Linked DNA regions of Mus musculus: region 1 is linked to region 2. Evidence: chromatin contacts called from public HiChIP or PLAC-seq data. All regions are on one chromosome and are shown on one strand. The core of a region is the stretch at or near the end of the contact, and the rest is flanking DNA. Distances in the headings are between cores, read along the strand shown.

Region 1 (3,985 bases), core at 446-2,945, 81 kb before region 2:
TCAAAATAACCTTCAAAAAAACCATTGTTTTGTGTGGCTATGCATCTTGTGAAATGTGGTATGAATTACTAATGCACTGCACAATACTTTGCTAAAAAACATTGACTCCTCACTTAGGCCACAGGTAACTAAAAACAGAATCAAAGTCAGACATCCATGTCTTTATTTTGTGTCTACTTTGGCTGAAGGCAGAGGTAAGCAATTGTCCTAAACTTGAAGTCACCTGGGATTCCAGAAAGAACAAATCTTCGGAAGATAGACCCGTGCCCAGGTAGGGCCAGTAAGGAATGATGGTAATGCTGTACTCTGGAGCAGAAATGATCATTTGGGAGGAGCCAGATTGATCTCTTCAAGTGATGACAGCCATGAGGACTTTTATCAGACCCCCTTGTAGTACAAGAATCAAGTCAGGAATCAAACAGACCATACCTTGCCCTCTATTAAAACTAACTTTAATAACAATGCCTCAAAACATATTTGAGGCCACTGCTTTCCACCATTGCTCATCTCTTTAACTGGGATGTTGGAGTGGGTGGCCAAACTTACACTACTGGGCCCCAGAACCCCAGCTTTTGCCCTAAAAATTATAGTTACATGCATGGCCATGATTCTTTCCCACCTCCAATTTGACGGTTTCTTTGCCTTCCACAGACATCAATTTTACACTTTTTAATATTTGTCCACATACCCTCCCAACTCACCTAACAAATAAAAAGATTTCTTCTTAGTTTTTCTCTGAGACTGGATATCTCAAGTTTAATCTTGGTAAGTTCCAGGCACTGAACTCACTGATCTTGAGCTCTGAGTAAACTGAGCCTACATATTAAAACACTAGAAAACAGGTAGATGCTGTTGTGATGAAAATGCCTGTGAAAGTTTAGACTCTTATGGGCTTTTTATAAAACATGTATTTTATTTGTGCCTCTCCCTTGGAGAATACAGTCTGTGTGCTGTCATCTGTGAGTTCTTCTTAGAAAATATTAGTTGCCAAAATAATAAGCTATTCCATACTAATTTTGGATTTCTAATTTTTGTAGTATCCAATTACTCTATAAGAAACATAAACATCTATATAGTAAATAAAACTTCCAACAACTTATGCTTTAGTATAAATACTCTATACAAATATGTAATGCTATACACAAACAGTTGGCATACAATTTCTTTGGATTCTTCATCCCTGCTCTCAACAACTAAGATCAAAATTATTTGAAAAGCAATTCACCTGTATTGAGCACATGTTTTCTTTATATAGCACTTCCCTTGTATTAAATATAAGTAACCTAGCATTATTTAAAAGTATGTAGGATGATATACATAATTTGTATGAAATATTGCCATATTTTGTATGGCATCTGAACATCTGCAGATTTTGGTACACAAGGAAGGTCCTGGATTCTAATCCTCTGTGGACACCAAGAGACAGCTATAAATATGTATATAGTGTGTTATAGCTGTTTGTATATATGTTATCACAACTGAAGAAATATTTTTAAAGCTTTAAACTGGTTTATGAATAAATTATTCAATTTCAACATCTTAAACTACTAGTGACAATGCAGACTATTTGAATTCTGTGTATTTGTGTTATTTCAAACAGATGGTCAGCAAAAACTGAAACGAATGCTTTAGTTGTTTGCCTATGACACAACTGGGTGAAAAGCAGAAGTACACAGAAGTTTCATAATGAAACTTTAAACCACATCAGACTTGTCTACTGTCAGGCTTTGTTACATTCCCTCTAACTCAACCCAGACTCCCTGAGGTTGGCCAATAAGGCAAAGTTTGAGTCAAAACCACACCCTTCCTTTGAGCTTTAAGGATGCACTTAGAATTCTAGAGAAATGCAAAGCGCTGGAAGAAGCTGAGAAGGAGGAGGGTAACTTTATAAGAAGACCAGCAGTCTCAACTAACCTGGACCCCCAGATTGCTTGGACACTGAGCCACCAACCAGCCAGAATGCACCAGCTGATATGAGGCCCCAACACATATACAGCAGAGGGCTACTGGGTCTTGACTCAGTAAAAGAAGATACACCTCAAGAGACTTGAGGGCCCCAGGGAGTGGAGGACTGGTGGGGTGGGGGTAGGGAGGTGGGGACATCCTCTTGGAAACAGAAGGGAATGGGATGTGGAACAGTCAGAGGGTAAATGGGGAAGGGGATAAAGATTGGACTGTAAAAAAAAATTAAAGAATAAAAAAAGAATGTCAGGTCTTTTTTTCCTCCTAGTGTGGAAAGCCTATTATACTCAGTGTTTATTCACATTCCAAATTTAACAAAAATACAATAGGTAAACAAAGGTTAGGGAATCTGAAAGTTCAACTCGCTCAAAGCACTGATGTTTAAGACTTCCTAAGAGAGGGCAAAGTTAGAAAAAAGGTATGTCAGAGAAAGAAAAAGGAAAGGACAAAAAGAAGAAAGGAATGAACCAATAATAAATGTACTAAAGCCTAAAATTAAGAACAATATAATTACTAGTCCTGAAATTTAAAAAACATTCACATTAGACTTTTTTTTCATCTTAGGCAGATTGTATTTCTAAATAGTCACCAAAAAGACGATTTAAAGCATAGTTTTATTCCCAAGAACCTGAGAGGGAGGCTAAAAATGGCTCAGTGGTTAAAGACACTTACTACTCTTGCAGAGAACCTGGGTTCAGTTCCCTAGCACTTACATCAGGTGATTCACAACCACCAGTAACTCCTCCAGGTAGTCAGTCCCAAAACCTTCCGGCCTCCGTCACAAGCACCTTCACACATTATGCACATGAATTAACACAGGTACATAAATACACACGTAAAAACAACAATCTTTTTATAAATATGAGAGAATAAAATGCAACGTTGCAGAATTTGATCAGCTAGGTGACTGCCATTTGTTCTCTTCTATGTTAGCACTACCTGTAAACTGGGATGTAATTTCCATCTCACATTCTCTGTCTTGCTATATATTAGTCACCATTTATTATCAACTTTATTTCAGGTGCCGTGATAAATATTTTGCATGATTTTGTAGAGGAACACTTATTCCTCAATCTTATTGTTTCCTTCCATGTGAAATGGCATAGCTTATAGTAACCACCTATGCATACTTCACTAAGACATTGACAGGGGTAAAGAGACTGATGAGTTTAGGGTAAGGAATGGGACCCATGACAAAAGGAAACATCATCAATGTTCCTTTATCCTACATTTCTTTTACATATTCCAGCCTCCAAAACATGTGTCCTGCCTGGGCTTCTCTCAGCAAGACCAAGAGCAAAGTGACAAAGGCTATGCCCAGCATGGCTAGGCAAAGATAAGTCAAATCCAGGGTAGGATATGGATCTACAAGCAAACTGTAGGAAGTCAAACAAAAGTGGAGGTGAGATTTTTTTTTTTTTTGCTTTTAGTAAGCAAAATCTATATAGTTCATATATGTGAGGATTAATCTCATTTGTTAATTTATTGATTAGAAAAATACCTAGATGAGGAGAGTACACCTCTGGCTATGTCCTTGAGTGTTTCTGGATAGGACGAACTAAGGGAATACTGAATATGAATGGCAGCATTCTTTCCCTCGGACCCACAACCAATGGAAGAGGAACAAGGAAGAAGTTTGCTATTATAGTCATATAATCTGTGCTTCCTGGTCACCATGATGTGCACTTTCTAATCTGACTCAGCCTACCATGTCAGAATGAGACTCCAAAACTGCCACAATAAATCATTTTTCCTTTAAGTTGTTTTGCTAAAGTATTTGCCACAACAAAAATTAACTAATATGTCTGGCCATAGACCCCATGTAGTAGTTATTTTTCTCCCCATAGGGACTAAGTAGCTTAAGGGAAGCTACTTAAAGGAGGAAGGTTTTGTTTGGTCTGTGGTGTGAGGGTTATAGCAGCCCATTGTAGCAGGGAAGGCAGTGGGAGCAGCCTTGGGCTCTGGCAGCAGGAGAATAGATGTTGCTTGCTCACATTTGAGTGTACCAGAAGACAGAGAACAG
Region 2 (3,626 bases), core at 1,120-3,619:
CATACACACCAGCTTTTATGTGAGCCAGAATGAGGATTTTCTTTTCTTTGTTTCTAGAAAGATCTTTCCTTCGTAGGACCACAGTGGCATCATTATCATAACTACAAGCTAATGAGAAAACAACAAAAGCAAAATCAAGGGCAAATCATTAAGTAACTTCCTTAATCATTGGAGGAACAGTGAAGAAACACAAAAATATTATTACTAGTAATGAAAAGACAAAGCACACTCAAATTAGAGGATTTTTTTTTCTTTTTCTGCTCATCAGTTTGACAAGTTAGAAGGAATACACAATACCCATGGTGCTGCTGAAAGTATATACAAAGTGGCCTGTCAGTCACCACTGAATATAAGTTGATATTCCATCTTATAACTAACATATATTTATTGTAATTATAACTATCTTCCCTTTGACCTCACATGTTATAAATTCATCAAACACACAAAAGGTGTACACTAGAATAGTCATATTACTTTAATAACAGCAAAAACCTGCTAAGATCTCACCGATACTAGATTATTATATTTCCACATGATAGACTTCCATGCAACTACTAAAATTAATATAGGTCATTACCTACAGGCATGGTAAATTGGCTAAAACTTTTTAAGTGTATTAGTAAGAGACAGTTTAGTATAATCTTATCTTAAAACATGTATTTGTGTGAGGCACATGACTATAGAAAAGAATTGTGAAGATTTTTATAACATCTTCTAAAAGAAATCTCAAAAGTAGATGGGCTAATTTGGGTGCTTTAAACTATTTTATGTCTATGAGTATTTTCTCTGTATAGAAGTACAACATGTATCAAAAGATGGCCTAGTCGGCCATCACTGGAAAGAGAGGCCCATTGGACACGCAAACTTTATATGCCCCAGTACAGGGGAACGCCAGGGCCAAAAAGTGGGAGTGGGTGAGTAGGGGAGTGGGGGGGGGGGGGAGGGTATGGGGGCCTTTTGGGATAGCATTGGAAATGTAAATGAGGAAAATACCTAATAAAAAATATTTAAAAAAAAAAAAAGAAGTACAACATGTATGCACAAGCGTCACGGTAGCCGGAAGAGGTCCGATTCCCTAGAGTTGCAGAAGGTTGTAGACAGCACTCTGCAGTTCCACAACCATTTTTAAATGAGCATTTAATTTTCCCATTCATTCCAAATCCATTGTTCATTCAGCAATACAAATTATGTACCTAATATGTGCTAGGCACCGTGCTGGTGCTGCGAAAACAAAACAGCACTATCTATCAATTTAAAGTCAGAAATTTTTAAAAATAACAAGAGCCAGTGTTGGTGAATTTAAAGAACAAAGCAATCTAATTAACTGTTGAGAGCATATAAACGAGGGAGGGAGGGTGCAAACCCAGAGAGAGATGAGAAAAAGAAAAGCAAAAAGCATGATGGTTCAGAGGATTGCTATATTAGCTGCCAAGCTGTGAACCTGAGTTCAATCCCAGAATCCACGTGGCGCAAGGAGAGAACCACCAACTTCAAGTTGTCTTCAGACTCCCAAAAAAGGGTATGCAGGGACACAGACACACACACAAAACAAATGTAAAAACAAAAAATGTACATATATATACAGACATGAAAATATTTAGAATGTGATACTAATTACTGTGAACATAGACATTTAAATGATGTGTTACTCCGCCATCAAAGTTCAGATCCTTAAAGATCCTTACCTGACTCTGGGTACACGTTATTCAACAGAATTAGCAGTCTTGATTTCATTTGGGGATTAAACCAAAACATACTCTTTTAAAACTCGTAAGAAAACTCGCACCTTCCCCCTAGTGGCCTAATCTACCAGATACGGTATTTGGTTGTGGACAGCAGAAGATCAAGTGCCAGGACAGAAACCAGGTCCTACAATAGCAACTAATGATCATAAGTATCACGATCATGCGAGACCATGGAGCCTTTAAGGATGGGCTCTCCAAGTACTCAAGCATCTCAGGCCAGGAATATGAACACACACACACACACACACACACACACACACACTTGTTTTTTTTTTTTTTTTTTCTGCAGCCTCTTTCAGACACGCTGTTTCCCAAACCTCTCTGTGCACTGTGACAGATCTATGAGGGACCACCGCACCATCCCGAGCTAGGTGGCGACGTTCAACTGAGAGGACCGAGAGTTGGCGGGAATCTGCAATCCACTTGGGGATTAAAAAAAAAAAAAGCAAGGAAACTCTGGGCGTGACGTGAAGCCACGCCCCCCGCTTTCTCTGCGCATTGGCTTTCCCACCCCGGAGCTTCCTGCCAATCCCACGTTCTCAGCTTTCGCAGGCCCCGCCCACTTAAGGCTGGAGGGCGGGGCAGCGTTAGACGCCGATCCGTGGCTCTGGGATAGATTGCACTTCCTGCGTCGCCGCCGTCAAGACTCCGCAGGCTTCTTTGACGATCACCGAACCGTAGTTGGGGCCGTGTTCCTGTGTCCGCTGCTGGGTCAGGTTGTCGCTGCGCCGGAGCTATGGTGTGTTGAGCCCCGAGTCCTCGAAGGGTTTGGGGCTGAGGTACACTGACGTGGTCGGGGATCGGCCTCTGTTCCCTGGGGCGTGGGGCGGTGGGAGAGGGAGCTTACCTCACGGACAGTCTCCTACAGTGATTCAGCATCTGCGGCCTGGCCGGCGGGAAACGATCAGTAACCTGGGCGGCCTTTCGCTCAGCTTCTCCACCTTACGTGGGGTCCAGGCGCTCTCCCTCGCCCAGCCAGAGGCCCTCCCCTCTCAATTTACTTAGGTGGCCGATTTCAAGATGCCCTATGGTCCTTTGTCATCTGCATAGGAGGAAGGCTATAGGAATGGAGGGGTGCACCTGGCATCGCCTGCGCAGACCTGAGCCTGCAGTCAGGTCTTTAGACCAAATTCATCTTCCTTGTGGGTCTGTCTTAATCTGTCTCATTAGAATGCCGTCGGGAAAGACTCCATACAGTCACTTTGTTCTAAAAGGGGAAGTAATGGATTCAGGTTTACAGCACAGGGCCCTGAGCTGCTTCTGTGGAGTCTGCCATGCGAACTCTTGCCTTTTTTGCCATTATGAGTATTCTCCTAAGAGCCGATACACTTGCTTTAGTAATGACATTATGGCTGTAGTGGGTCTGCCACGGTAGCAATTTGTGCCCACCTCTTTACTGAGGATTTGTGTATATGTTAATTCATCCAGTGACAGGGTGCAGGTAGAGAGCTCAAAGTTAAACCAAACATAACTTTATTCATACTATAAAGATAAAAAAGGTATGTTGGAAGGTGTTATGGTACACGAGTTTAATCCCAGCACTTAGGAAGCAGAGAGGCAGAATTCTGTGAGTTTGAGGCAAGCCTAAGTCAAAGTTCCAGGACATCCATAGTGTAGAGACCGACACCAAAAAAAAAAAAAAAAAAAAAAAAAAGGAAGGAAGAAAAGAAGAAAAAAATATGTATAGTTGGTCATGATAGCAGACACCTGTAATCTGAGCACTTGGTAGGTTGAGACAGGACTTCAAGATCATTTTCCCAGGTATATAGGAAAAAGCCAGACTGGGCTTCATGAAACCTGTATCTCAAAGCTCTGCTGGAATATTGTGCTGAGAATTTTCAGAGAAAAGAAGAAACCTTCAAGCTCTGTTGGAATATTGTG

The links. HiChIP or PLAC-seq counts read pairs in DNA pulled down with a chosen protein or histone mark.
Region 1: a contact with region 2 is called in an H3K4me3 HiChIP or PLAC-seq map of microglia, with 4 times the contacts expected there. The contact joins the enhancer-like site here to the promoter of Psma1 in region 2. A contact is called at or near these places in 9 of 39 promoter capture datasets (3T3-L1-derived adipocytes, the C10 cell line, the HPC-7 cell line and 4 more), 1 of 15 datasets of contacts at CTCF or cohesin (large pre-B cells), 13 of 484 Hi-C or Micro-C datasets (the AML12 cell line, B cells, LSK cells and 6 more), 6 of 115 datasets of contacts at active chromatin or transcription factors (CD8 T cells, the HPC-7 cell line, the SCID.adh cell line and 2 more) and 2 of 9 other capture datasets (adipose tissue and liver).

What each region holds. Positions count from the first base shown.
Region 1 is chr7:114,354,386-114,358,370 of GRCm38.p6, reverse strand. The region is part of intron 1 of 4933406I18Rik (RIKEN cDNA 4933406I18 gene); the gene reads left to right. Among named protein-coding and RNA genes, the nearest start is that of 4933406I18Rik, 59 kb to the left of the region's middle. Within about 2 kb of position 1,695, at least 91 of the 459 cell types and tissues checked have an H3K27ac peak or open chromatin away from gene starts, as enhancers often do. A contact at or near this core is called in B cells, CD8 T cells, the HPC-7 cell line and 8 more, where this site is marked.
Region 2 is chr7:114,274,859-114,278,484 of GRCm38.p6, reverse strand. It overlaps Psma1 (proteasome subunit alpha 1), which reads left to right and starts at 2,369. Exons shown (of 10, transcript NM_011965.2): 1 at 2,369-2,484. The coding sequence starts at 2,482.